Regions from separate parts of the Muntiacus reevesi genome. Here region 1 is linked to region 2. The links are chromatin contacts, called in public Hi-C maps. All regions are on one chromosome and are shown on one strand. The core of a region is the stretch at or near the end of the contact, and the rest is flanking DNA. Distances in the headings are between cores, read along the strand shown. Region 1 holds the start of D2HGDH (D-2-hydroxyglutarate dehydrogenase). Region 2 holds the start of FARP2 (FERM, ARH/RhoGEF and pleckstrin domain protein 2).

What was found. A called contact is a pair of places that touch in the nucleus more often than the background predicts.
Region 1: a contact with region 2 is called in a Hi-C map of blood, with 5 times the contacts expected there. The contact joins the promoter of D2HGDH here to the promoter of FARP2 in region 2. A contact is called at or near these places in 2 of 3 Hi-C or Micro-C datasets (blood and muscle).

What each region holds. Positions count from the first base shown.
Region 1 is chr1:178,511,287-178,518,160 of mMunRee1.1, reverse strand. It overlaps D2HGDH (D-2-hydroxyglutarate dehydrogenase), which reads right to left and starts at 4,126. Exons shown (of 10, transcript XM_065917235.1): 1 at 4,084-4,126; 2 at 2,208-2,578. The coding sequence starts at 2,568. ING5 (inhibitor of growth family member 5) reads right to left here. Exons shown (of 8, transcript XM_065917234.1): 8 at 6,199-6,874.
Region 2 is chr1:178,278,765-178,285,731 of mMunRee1.1, reverse strand. It overlaps FARP2 (FERM, ARH/RhoGEF and pleckstrin domain protein 2), which reads right to left and starts at 3,586. Exons shown (of 27, transcript XM_065917218.1): 1 at 3,520-3,586. SEPTIN2 (septin 2) reads right to left here. Exons shown (of 13, transcript XM_065917213.1): 13 at 5,001-6,781.

The sequences.
Region 1 (6,874 bases), core at 2,877-5,376, 230 kb before region 2:
CACAGGACCGTGCAGAGCTGACACCTCCTGCCCCACCCTTGGCAGGAGCCTGCTGGTCAGGCCGCAGAGACTTTCTGCTCCAGGACTCAGAGCTGCCTCCTCGAGCCCAGTGGCCCGCAGAACAAGCTGTGCCCAGCATCCACGTTGCCCACGGACTGTGGGCCCCCCACGTTCCTCAGGGACGTCCCTCCTGTCTCGGTCTCTGAGACACCACACTGCCCTGCGCTCGGAAGGGGGCTCTGTGTGGGGCGGGGCTGGACGCCTTCCATCGAGGGTGCCCGGTAGATAAGCCCAGGCGAAGGACGTCCACCGCCTCCAGCCTCCCCACGGGCAGGGCCATCCCGTTATCTGCGCCTATGCCCCAATTCCACTTGCTCTTGACGCTGCACTCTGGTCTGGAGCCTCACTCAGCTTTCCTGCCACCAGCAAGGCCCCCGCCGTGTCTGAGCCAAGAGCCCAGCACACCCTCCACGGCTCACCCTCAGTCTGGACTGCACTGACTCCAGGCCCAGCCTAAGGACCTGGACACCCAGCGTGTCCTAGCATTTCAAGCTTAAATATGCCATCGTGTTGTCTTCCACATCTTCTTAATATGCAGCAAGAACGTCATGTTGGTTTTTGTAACTAAGTAGGTCATGTTATCTCTGAAATCACTTCAGGATACAACACAAAAGTGAAAGTGTTAGTCACTCAATCGTGTCCGACTCTTTGTGACCCCATGGACTGTGGCCCGCCAGGCTCCTCTGTCCGTGGGATTTTCTAGGCAAGAATACTGGAGTAGGTTGCCATTCCATTCTCCAGGGGATCTTCTTGACCCAGGGGTCGAACCTGGGTTTCCTGCACTGCAGGCGGATTCTTTACCATCTGAGCACCAGGGAAGACAACACAGGGCCTTAGGAAACCTGCTACCAAGAAGGCGAGCTGGGTCCAGAAGGAGAATCTCCAAGCTGGTGCAGGGGGTGTGGTTGGAGGAGAGGGAGGCTGGGGCGGTCAGGCCATCTGGCAGGGCCCGCATCTTGCCCAAGCAAGCTGCAGAGGGGACAACAGGCCCCCCAAAAGACATGTAGACACCCCACCCCACAGAACCCACGAACGTGACCTTCCTTGGAGAAAGGGTCCTTACAGATGTAATTAAGTTAAGGATCTAAACTTGAGATCATCCTGATGAGGGTGGTACCCCAATCCAAGGACAGGTGACCTCATAAGAGAACAGAGAGGGAAACACAAGGAGAGGCCGTGTGAGGAGGGACGAGGACTGGACGATGTTGTCACAGCCAAGGTCACCTGGAGCCCCAGGAGCTGGAAGAGGCAGGAGATACTCTCCACTAGAGGGAGCCCTACCCACATCTGAGAACAGAGAGGAGACACTCCAGTAGTTTGAGCCCAGTTTGCAGTTCCTTGTTATATATTAGCCCAGGCATTAGCTGTAGCCATGAAATTAAACGACGTTTGCTCCTTGGAAGCAAAGCTATGACCACCCTAGACAGCATATTAAAAAGCAAACATTACTTTGCTAACAAAGGTCTACTGAAAGCTATGGTTTTTCCAGTAGGCATGTAGAGATGTGAGAGTTGGACTATAAAGAAAGCTAAGCGCCGAAGAATTGATGCTTTTGAACTGTGGTGTTGGAGAAGACTCTTGAGAGTCCCTTGGGCTGCAAGGAGATCCAACCAGTCCATCCTAAAGGAAATCAGTCCCGAATATCCACTGGAAGGACTGACACTGAAGCTGAAACTCCATTACTTTGGCCACCTCATGTGAAGAACTGACTCATTTCCCTGATGCTGGGAAAGATTGAAGGCGGGAGGAGAAGGGGACGACAGAGGAGAGATGGTTGGATGGCATCACCGACTCAATGGACATGAGTCTGAGTAAACTCCGGGAGTTAGTGATGGAGGCCTGGCGTGCTGCAGTTCATGGGGTCGCAAAGAGCTGGTCACGACTGAGCGACTGAACTGAACTGAACTGAACTGAACTGAAGCGTTCTGAGGAAGTGAGCAGTAGTTAACCACACACCCACCTCAGAGCAGCTGGGGGTGGGGGGGTCAGCTGTTTGATCTTAATTTGCAGATGCCCTGCATATGAAAAGTGTCTGTGACACCACCCACAGCTCCTGCACCCAGTGCTCATCACTGGCCGCCTGGAGTTCAGGCTGTTCCTCCACTCTGCCCACGCCAAGCATGAAGTGTGAACAGACCCTCACTCACCTCGGACTGTCCTCAGCCAGTCCACGTTGGGAGCCTCGAGCTCCTCCGGGTCTGTGATGACCCTGCCAGGGACGATGTGCTCCAGGGCAGCCAGATCGTCCTCAGACACCACGGAGAAGGGAAGCCGCCGCACAGGGTAGCGCTCCGGGGTCAGCGTCACCTCAGGAGCACGGGAGGAGGCCGAGGAGCTGCCTTGTCGAACCAGTGGGCCGGTGCCCCAGACTCCTCGCAGGCCGCCCGGCCCAGGGATCCTTGACGGCCCTGCCCACATCCTCTGTCGCACGGAGGCTCCCTGGACGCAGGCTGCCCGCCAGCAGAAGAGCCACCACACAGGCCGCCTGGGCACCAGATGGGGCATCATCACTGCTGCCCTACAAAGTAAGTGATCGGACTTATGACTCTGGAAAAGCACGGAGCTAATACAAGGGAAGCACCTGCAGCGCGGGGAGACAGCTCAGCAGGGCCCAGAAGCACACAGTGGCTTCCATGGCTGCGGTGGCAGAGTGAGATGTGGACCACCCAGAAGCGGCGGGCTGGGCGGGGACAAGGGACACGAGGCCTTCAGCTGAGGCAGCACGGCCCCCGGCAGGAGTCACCCCCTGACAAGTCACCAGACGCACACCCCTGGCTGAGGCCACCCCCACCCCCACCCGTGTTAGCTTTAACATCTGCAACAACCTCGCCTCCCTTTCAGCCCCTCTTCCTTCACAAGGAACAAGCAGTTAAGGTGCTATAAGGAACAGATGCCATTTCTCTGGTGGCTCAGCTAGTAAAGAACCTGCCTGCCAATGCAGGAAATGCAAAAGACACGGGTTCAATCCCTGGGTCAAGAAGATCCTTTGGGAAAGGAAATGGCAACCCGCTCCAGTATTCTTGTCTGGAGAATCCCATGGGCAGAGGAGCCTGGTAAACTAGTTTATGGACTGGGTTCGCAGAGTTGGACACGACTGAGCGCGCACATTACACATGCATGTGGTGGTTTAATCTTTAAGTCTTGTCCGACTCTGCGACCCCATGGACTGTGGCCAGCCAGGCTCCCCTGTCCCTGGGATTGCCCAGGCAAGAATACTTGAGAGGGTTGCCGTTTCCTTCTCCCTGGAATCTTCCTGACCCAGGGAGTGAACCAGTGTCTCCTGCATTTGTATTTTACCACGGAGCCACCAGGGAACGAGTGGTTAAAAAAATAAATCTTATGTTTGTGGATATGCTACAAGTTCACAAAAAGCGGGGGGCAGAGGGAAGCTCCTCTGGGCCCCCGCCCTGGGGGCCCGGGAGCGCGCACACTCGTCAGGCAGCCCCCGGGGAGGGGAGCGGGGTGGCGCGCCGGTGTTCTGGTTGCTTCCAGCTCACCTGGCGCTCAGACACCTGGGCGGCACGAGGGACAGCGCCCTCGCGCAGGGTCACACCTCCGAGTGACCTTGAGGACACGATCGGAGCCCCTGGGTGCCTGGAGGCAGCAGGCACCGCACCAGAGGGGGTGAAGCTTAAAGGAGGCGCGGACGCCGACCCCACCCCCACGGTTCAGGGCTGCGCAGGGCAGGTGAGCGGCGAGCTCGGGGCCGGACTCCCGCCGGGGGCCGGGCGCCTGGGGTCACGCCCGTCAGGGGGCCACCGGGGGCCACCGGGGACCAGGAGCGGTCGCCCCAGCCAGGGGCTGACGACCAAGCGCCGGCGCCCCGGGCACGCAGTCACCCAGGCTCGTCCGGAGGGCCCCGGGCGCGCGCCCTGCGCGATCGCGTGACCGGATCAGCCCGGGCGGTGGGATCCGAGGGCCCGCGGGCGCCCGCCGCCCCGCGACCGCGCGCTTCCGCCGCCCCCGGCCCGCGGCCCTCAGCCCTTCCGCCGAGACCCCGAGCGGCCGCGCGCACGCACTCACGTCCACGTCCCCGCCGCAAGCTTCGCGCCGCCGCCGAGTGGGCGGGGCGGAGGGACTGCGCCTGCGCCGGAGGCCTCGGGGACCCCGCCCAGTCCTGTTGCTGGCTCCGCCCGCTCACGGCCCCGCCGTCTGCCTCGGACCCCGCCCATCCCGGGCCCCGCCCCTTTGGCCGTGATGCCCGGCTTCATCCAGCTTCCCCCGCGAGGTCAGCGGGCCTTGAGCCGCGTTGGCACCGTCTAGCGTGGTCCCTGCACACGCTCCCACCCTTTCCACGAAGACTGGCCCAAGTGTACATCCCGCCCGACCCCAGAGCGTAACTCCGCCCTCCTAAGGCATCCCCAGAGGACCGTGGCTCACCCTCTCAGTTTCGGGGAACGCTGGCACCCAGAGCCCCGGTCCCCTGGCCCCAGCTCTGGCAGAAGGGGAGACATTCCTGCGGGTCAGGAATGCACTGCAGGCAGAGCCCGAGGGCGCCCCGAAGCTTCTGCCCAAGCATCTTCTTGAACAGAACCCCAGTGACTCAAGTGAGGGGCCTAGATCTGGGCTGGGTGGCGATCCCGCTTCAGGAAGGCCCAGACCACCCCCGGAGGACGCAGAGTCTGCCTCTCAGGACTGCCGCCTCCTCCAACCCCTCCAGTTTGTGCCCGACCGGTGCCAGGCTGCCACCCACGGCTCCAGGGTATCTGCTCTGTGGGCCTGTTGGGCTCTGCCAGCCGGGGCACCAGGCTGGGGGGGCTCCCGGCCTGACAGGTGTTTCCCACCCCAGCCACCCAGGGGCCAGCTCCCAGCCACCTCCCCCTCTCCCGGGGGTGCCAACAGAGGTCTCCACAGACATCTGAGCCCCAGCTCCATGGGGCTGTCCTTCCCAGCGCTCCTGGGGCCGAGCTACCCCAGGTGGCCAAGCAGCCAGCCTCAGTGCGGCCAACAAGAGTGACGTTCTGTGGCACGCTAAGATGATGACCTGGCCAAGGGCACGACAGACAGACAGCGTGTGTACGTGGCCCAAGGCCGGGATGGGAAGGCACGCTGCAGGTTCTGCCAAGTAGAATAGAGATCCTGGTGGTCCCTGCAGATTGGCAGAGAGCACAAGCTAGGACTGGATCAACAACCAGCCACTGCCAAGAGTGTGTGTTCTCCTCTGGTAAGGATGCCTTATCAGGAACAACAGCTGCAGCGGGGGTCTCACCACCTCTCTAGTAGACCTTCTTCCCTAAGACCTGCCCGCCTCTTCAGTGAGTCAGTGGAGGCACACTAGAATGCACCCTGCCTTTTTGAATTATGCCCTAGCAGGAAAAGAACACTCCAGAGACTTCCCCCAGTCCCTCCTACCATGACAGCCCTTGCTCCACAGGTCGTGGCCATCCTGCCAGTGGTCAAGTCCACCTATTTCAATGACACAGACACTGCAGAGGTAACCAGAGAGAGGCCTGGGCACCCATCCAGACAAATGTCACCTTATCACCCAATCACCACAGGCCTCACTCTGCCCACAGACCAGTGGCATCCTGGGCCCCTGGGAACCTGTAGCAATGCACCTGAGCTCCCCACCCCCGCAGCAAAGAGCCTGGCCTCCTCCTCCTCCCGGCAGGCACCCCTGGGCATGTGGAGGACAGTGCGGGCAGAGGCAGGTCACAGGCCCTCCTCCAGAGCCACAGCCTCCCTTCCAGCAAGGATGCAAGTCTGGGAACTGGGCTTCATCTGAAAGTGGGTGCCCGGCCATGCTTTCACCGTGGTGACGGAGCTGGCTTTCAATGGACCCTGTTAGCACTCGTCAAGGAAATGTCCTGAGAGGTTTAGTTGCCACAGGGCCTTGGCGCCAAGCAGGTCTAGAAGGCAAAGCTTCTGTTCCAGAGGAGGCACCTTATGCCCCTAGGAAGCAACCCCTAGTGCCCTCACTAAGAACACGTCTTTCTCGTGAGCTTGGGACCAACTTCTGATGCCATGAAACAGCTAAGGCCCAAGGTGAGGCCCAGGATCCCGCCCGGGCCCCTGACGGGACTCACCCACTCTGCCCACTGCACGTCCCGTTCAAGAGTCCATACGGCATCTGGTCCCAGCTCTCGACAGGACACTGTCTTATTTCCAGAAATGATGCATCCTCAAATGTTTGTTCCAAAAAATACTTTATTCGTTAAACAATATATCCATCATCTATAACATGATCCAAAAATACAGATATACATCTTTACATTAATTAATAAAAAGATTTACAATATTTCTTTCTTTTACAAAGAGAACATCAATAATAATTCCTTGAAAACACAATGTAACATTCAGGTTAAAGCTGCATCATCTTTTTGGATGAGATGTGGTAAGATGAACACCACAAATACATACTAGCAGGGAGGAAACTTCAGAGAACTCTCTCCTGAATAAGAACGCTTTTCTTAGACTTCCCGTTTTAAAATTCCTCTCAGCACAGGTAATGAAAACCACCACCACACTGTTCACAAAACGCTGAGGAAAGCCTGAAACCCCACATGTCCCAGCCCTGGGACACACAGGGCACACCCTGGCTGTGACCACACGGGAAGCTGCTCTTTGGACAGTGTTATTGCTCGAAGCAGTCCTCACCGAGGGCTGCCAGTGACGGGTCAGGAGGCAGGGCTGACATGCGGCTGGCCAGCGTCCCGCGCACCCCCGCAACTGCCCGGGGGCCACGTCCAGGCATCTGCCACCTCAGGGCAGACGGGAGGCTGCCTGGCTCAGGTAGCCCTGCCAGCACCAGGATCGCGTCTGCCTGCTCAGGGGCCCAGCCCGCGGCGGGGATGGTCACACAGGCCTCACATGC
Region 2 (6,967 bases), core at 2,337-4,836:
CTTGCTTCTGAACAGAGCAATTCCAAGACCCTATAAGCACAGGAGCCTCTGAGAGGAGAAAACCTCCCCCATCACAGCGGGGAAGACACAGGAGAGAGTCTCCTAAGTGCTGGTAAGAGCTGCAAGAGGTGAAGCCAGAAGCCGCCAGGGATCTGGTGGGTGGAGAGGGAGGGAGGAGGCCTCAGCGAAAGGTGGGTGTCTGCGTCAGACCCCCCAAGTGTCCCGAGTGGCCGCCATGCCCGCCCCTGGCTCACAAGCCTTGCCACACAAAACAAGGAATTCAGGCTCAGAATTCTAGGTTAGTGACTTGCAACGCGCGTGACCTCAGCTTTCCCCCCACCCCCGATCTCACCATGTGCCATCCCCTCTTGGGCTTAAGGGACCCCACGTGTCGAGTACGGGATAAGCCAGAAGCGGAGATGCCTGTGGAAGTGGCCCGGACCACATGGCGGAGTGCGGGTAGCACCAGGAACACAGAGGAGGGGGCGCGGCTGGTCCTGCCCGGCCGACTCTCCAGCACGGAGTGGAGCTGGGCCCATGGGGGAACGGAGGACCGGCTGGGCAAGCGCGGTGCACATGGGCGGGGCCCTGAGGGCGCCCACGGGGCTGTGCTGGGCTGTGGGGGTCCTGAGAGCCCACCTAGGAGGTCTGGGTGGAATCTCACCACCTGGTACTCTGCAGCTGGGAGCAATGGGTGAAGACAGGTTCATCACTGCACCCGACAGCATCAGAGGGCCTTTCTGGTCTTGAATTTTAAAATGACCCTAAAATAAAACTACATACATCACTCCACCTTCTCCTCTGATCCTTGTCCACATCCTCATATATTTTTAAATCAGTGTAATTGCTGTGTACGAACTGCTTCGCCTTTTTGGTTAAGATATCTTTTTGAACGTATTTCCAGGGATCATGATGGTTCAAATTTTGTTGGGAGGGAAGGGTTAGAAGGGGGTTGCCGAAGCATGTCTGGGGGCTGCAGAGTGTTCTACCACTCTTACATGCAGTGTGTATACAAGTTTGTTTTCAAAACCGGGATTCCAAAATCAAAACCTTTTATCACTTATTGCTAGCTGCTCTCCAGAAAGGTTAGACCAGTTTGCAGAATCGCTAGAAAGCCATCACATTCTGGCCTCTATCATCTTACGCTCTGTGGAGCCCTCACCTTTGACGCCCTGTTGCCAAGGTAAAGCCTGGAACTGACAAATATGCTGCAGTCCAATGATGCTCCACACATGGGATCTCAGAGAGCAAGACTGGGGTGACTTCGGCTCAGCACTCAAATTTACAGCGGTTTTCCTGCAAAGAACGCCAAGCTGTGTGCAGGAAACTTGCAACCTACGGAGCAAGGCTTACAAGAGAGTGGGTGAAGGAAAAGCAGGAACGACCTGAAAGGATAAGCAGCAGGAACTGCTACTGTCTCAGGACAGAGGCGGCACTAATGTGCCGAGAGGCAAAGTGTTTGGAGAGGAGAGGAGGGGCCCGATGGGTTTAAAAGCACATGCACAGAACTATCCATGCCTCCATCTTTGCTTTGTCAACACAGGGCATACCCTTCCCCCAAGCAGGACAATCTGCTTAAATACTCTGCCTCCTTTTCTCTGGACTGTGCACTCAGACTGCTCTTCTACTTGATAACATGACGGCTAACACCGATTAAGCACTTAGTGGGTTCCAGGCATCTAGCTACTGATGCTTAATCCTCACAACAAGTCCATGAGGCAGGTAAACTGCAACCTCATTTGTTGATAAGGAGCCTGAGGAGAGATACGTGAATGTATCATATAAACTCCCCTTTTGGGAAAGGAATTAGTACAGAAGGAAGCAGGAAGTCTACCAGGAGAGGAGGTCCAAGCAGGTAAACGAGCCAGCAAACTTCTGCAGCTCTTGCCAGCCTCTGGTCCAGAAGGCTTAGTGCTCACTGAGGGTCTGCAGCAAAGCAGGAGTCCCGCCCCAGGAAGCAGGTCCAGGCGACATCCAGTACTGGCCACCCACTCTGCTTCCAAATGGGGCCGGGGCCTGGCCACATCATCTCTGCATAGTTTGAGACAACCTGACTGCAGCCATGAATTAAAAGATGCTTGTTCCTTGGAAGGAAAGCTATGACAAACCTAGACAGTGTATTAAAAAGCAAAGACATCACTTTGCTGACAAAGGTCCACACAGTCAAAGCTATGGTTTTTCCAGTAGTCATGTACACATGTGAGAGACGGACCATAAAGAAGGCTGAGCGCTGAAGAATTGATGCTTCAAACTGTGGTTTTGGAGAAGACTCTTGAGAGTCCCTTCGGCTGAAAGGAAATCAAACCAGTCAATCCTAAGGGGAATCAACCCTGAATATTCATTGGAAGGACTGATGCTAAAGCTCCAATGCTTTGGCCACCTGATGCGAAGAACTTACTCACTGGAAAGACTGAGGGAGAGGAGAAGAGGGTGACAGAGGAAGGAGACCGTTGGATGACAACAGTCCCTCAATGGATATAAGTTTGAGCAAACTCCAGGAGACAGTGGAGGACAGAGGAGCCTGGTGTGCCACAGTCCACGGGGTTGCAAAGAGACATGACTTAGTCTTAGAGACTGAACAACAAAACAAAATACAAATACCAGGTGTGAAGGGCTTCATAATCCCTCACAGAGAGTTAAGTCTCTGGTGTAAGGAACTCAGAAATTTCAAAGAGCAGCAGAGAGAGCCTTAGATCTGCCTGCAAGCAAAGCCACTCCATGCCTGCCCAGCTCCCAGGTGCTCCGTCATCCCTCCACACCACCAGCACTCTGGTGCAGTGCCCCTGAAGGCCATCAGGCTCTCCAGAGTGCTCTGCCCAAAGCTCCCTCACAGAAAAGGCAAAGGCACAGGGAACAGCCACCCCGAGATGTAAATCTCTCCTTTCACTGTGAACTCACACTATTTCCTTCAGGGCACCTCCTGGGAATTTCTGTTTTCACGGCAATTACCACCGACTAGCACGTGGAAGGCCTCCGGAGGCTGCGGCCTCCAGGGTGGGTGTGGACCCCGGCCTGAGCGATCACTGGTTATGGTCGGGTCCCAGCTTTCTGAGCGGCCTTTGGATTCCCCCTAGGATTGACTGGCAGCCCTTCCAGGTTTCCCGGAGTAAAAGCATTAACACCTAATACCAGCCTTAAGATCATTTAAGGAAAGGCCAAAAAGGGCATGGCCACAAGTCGCCGGAGCTTCCACTTGTGGTTCTGCCCAGGCCTCCACGCGGGGCCCTCCCCGCTCACCCCGGGGCCCCCACGCGGGGTCCTCACGCGCCCCCCGGGGCCCCCACGCGGGGTCCTCACGCGCACCCAGGACCCGCAGCGGACAGGCTCCCCACACAGCGCCCTCCGCACACGCGGCCCGCCGCCCGAAGGCCTTCCCAGGCCGGGAGCAGACTCCTCTGGCCGCTCGCCGTCTGGAGGCGCCCGCCCTGCCTCGGGCTTCGGCCCGCGGCCTCCGCCGCCCGCCCCCGAGGCGCAGCCTGGCCCCTGCTCGCCCGCTGCCGCGCGGCCCCGCGCCCTCACCGGCTGCCCGGCCCGAGCTGTCGCCCGCAGCGGCCTCCGAGTCCGCGCCGGCTCCGCCCGCTCCCTACTGCCCGCGAGCCGCCCCTGCTCCCCGCGCCCCTTCCCCGCCCCGCCCGGGGCCCCGCCCCCGCCCCGCGGATGCGCCGCCGATTGGCCCGACGGCCTCTGGGGCGGGGCCTTCGCGGCCGCGGCCTGGAAGGGCGGCAGAGAACTCTGATTGGCGGATTTGTAGGGCGAGAAGGAACGCGCAGAGTCAGATGTCATTCGGCCAGCTCGGCTCGCAGCGCCGCCGGCGGTTCTGGGCGGGGCGTCGGCTCAGGGGGAGGGGCGTGGTTACGGCTGGGGGGGCGGGACGTCGGCTCGGGGGGCGGGGCGCGACTCGGGCCCAGATCCGTCTGCAGGCTGGTGCTGACCTGAACCGTGGCCGCCTGCGTTCCTGTTACCGGATCCTGCTACCAGGTGCTCTTCTCCTGGGGCTTCCGGGGTCGGCCTAGGGGCGCCGAGGGCCAGGCGAAGGTGTGCTGCAGAGGAAACGGGCCGTGCTGGGAGGCCAGCGTCCCCCTAGCCTTCGCGGTCCCCTACCGGGGAATGGAAACGTGGCACCATCTCCGGAGCCCCCAGGCCCTCCTTCGAGCAGTTGAGGAAGCTCCTTTGCATTCTTGGAGATCCAGCTCAACTTGCCCCGGGAGCCCTGCCCCCGCCGCCGTCCCCGCGGGCAGGCCAGGAGCGCCCCCGCGCGGCTATCTAGGGAGTAAGTCCCGAACCAACCTGGAGAATCCTGGTTGGTTGGCCTTCGAAACACGTTTCACCCAAGTAGCTTTCCGCGGGGCTGCCTCGGAAGGGCACTCTTGCCCCCATCATTCCCACCCGATTTTTTTCTCTAACCGGCCCCCAGCACAGAATCCCGCACCCCGCTCCCAGGGCACAGAACCCCCAACAGGTGCACACTGCCAGGGGGACCACACAGGGAGACCCTGGTCAGAGCGGCCGGGAAGCCAGGAGAGGCCAAGGAGCGCACGCTGGAAGCAACACCCGAGGGAGGGACGGGCCTGGAGAGAACTACAGACGGAAAGGGGCCCAGGCGGCCCTGGGTGGAGGGGCTAGGGGACCGGCTGCCACCCCCAGGTCAGGTTCTCAGCATTCCTCCCGGTCAGTCCGTCGTCGTCCCTACCGTGAACGAGACCTTGCTTTTCTCGCGTTTTCTGCCCGGTGGGCAGACATCATCAAGCTCTCACTAGAGCCCCTTTTTATCAGACCTTCACTATAAGGAGACCATCAGTTCCCTGGTAAATCCTTTCTTCCCAGGCTTCGTGGCTCCCTCTTTCCAGCTGGGCTCGCCAGTACAGCGCTGTTATGTACTGATGTTCCTGCGAATAATTCCTCCCCATTTCTTATACACAGGAAATGCAGAAGTTTCTCTGAGTCTTTGAGAAAATCTTACACCTTTACCTTGTAAAGAGCCAATAATGAGAATTACTCACTTAATATCTAAACAATAGTGCTTTATTGGTAAAAGGTTAGTTTCAGTGGATACAAAATTGCTGTGTAAAATAAGTTTTCAAAATACATTTTTATAGGTAAAGTTTTCTCTCTTAGTAACTAAAGAGCAATTATCTATTAGCAAAAGTATTTAGACGGGGCAGAAAAACAAAAGGGAATTTGAAAGTGTAGGTCCACCCACACCCAGGCATCCATGAGGTGGCAGCTGGCCCTATGCAGACTATACTGGGCTTATTACATCTACCACTTACTGCCACCCCGCCCCCCTTAAAAAACAGCTTTTACTAGCATAGTTAATAAATGCCAAAATAACCCAAATAACTGGCCTTGCATGGAAGTACCCCTAAGGTCATGGAACACTTCTTGGTAAAAACTGTACCTAAACCTATAGCTCTTGACCACTCGCAATTAGGCAACAGTGAAAGGGCAGTTGGGAGAACACCAGACGGTCTGCAGTGCACCTGGCGACTGTCACCATCTCCCTTTCCTCTCTGGGTGTCCTCAGCCCTGGAGCTCAGTGCTTCTCCACGTCAGCCCCTCGTGCTTTAGTGGAATGAGAATGCTGAGCCAGCACCCACTCCCTCCAGGCTCCTTCCATTTGTCACTTCTGATGACCGATCAACCGCGGGCACAGGAAACCAGGCGGCACAGTGCTGACCATCAGCCAGCCCACGGAGCAAGTCTGCAAGAGCCGTCACTCTCAAGTCCCCTGTGGACAAGTCTGTGTAACATGTAAGGAAGGAAACCACGGCGGCTAAAAATGGACGGGACAGGTCACACGCTGCTATCTGCCTGAAAACCATTCAGAACGGGGTCAGTCCAAGTGAAGCCAAACCAGGAGAACCGCGCTGGGAACCGTGATGCCCCTGCCGAGGTGCATCTTCCACACCATAGTCACAGAAAACATGCCAAGTGCAGTCTAAAAAGGCAGGCTTCTGCACAGATCAACTGTTAATTTTCCTTAAAAAGTTATGCTATAAATCTAGTTGAGTACAAATAGTTTACTGACTCTCACCACATAGGTGAGAATCTTAGCTGTGACATGGAAACTGCAGCTCATGGGTTTTCGTGGCAAACTCTATAGAACGTGGTTTGTGGCGAGTTCTCTGCATAGCAGTTTAAAAAATGACCTCAGAATTCAAAGACTTGTTAAAAAACTAACCCCTAACAGCCTGTTTGTAAAAAAGCTATTGAAGTATAAACATGTATCTAATTAGGTATCTTTTCATTTGGTAAACAGATAATGTGCAGATGAATTAACAGTATGGAGTTATAGCAGCAAAACTGGTTTTGGATGTTGTGGTCAAATAAAAGCAAGGCAGGGAAGCAGGTGCCATGGCTTGGTGAGAAATGGCCTCATACCCAGGCAGCTCATCTTTCTGTGTTCATCTCTACTGCTCAGGAACATTCTCGGAAATCTGAATGTTCTAGAAGTAAATCACGATTAGTTGGTTAGGCCAGTCAAATCAAATTCCACTATTAACTATATGTGCTGACTGGTCCCTGGGAATCAGTTCTAGCGTCAGTGGTTACTTAAAATGCAAGAAGAAGGAAAATGGACAGTTCACCTCACAAAATATAAAGTATAACATAACAATGAATGCAAATGTTAAGGTACTTCATACAAAATAACACATTGAAAGTTTTTAAAAAATTAAATTCTCAGGCACAGGTACTGTGAAATGTGGACAGGCACCCCTCCAACAGTCTTGAAACACGCAGCTGTGTTACTCATCGGAATATTTATCTTGCAAAGGGATTCCTGGAAAGACAAAACACAACAAACACGTTTACATGGGAGTGATGCCCTGCCCGCTGCTCAGACCACCGCCAGCAGGATTTTTCTGTTAACAAAGGGCAAAGGTTGAGCAGACGGTGGGCCCGAGAACCACAGTGTCTACTAAAAGCAAAACCTCACTTACAAAGTTCTTGGAAACCGGGATGAAAA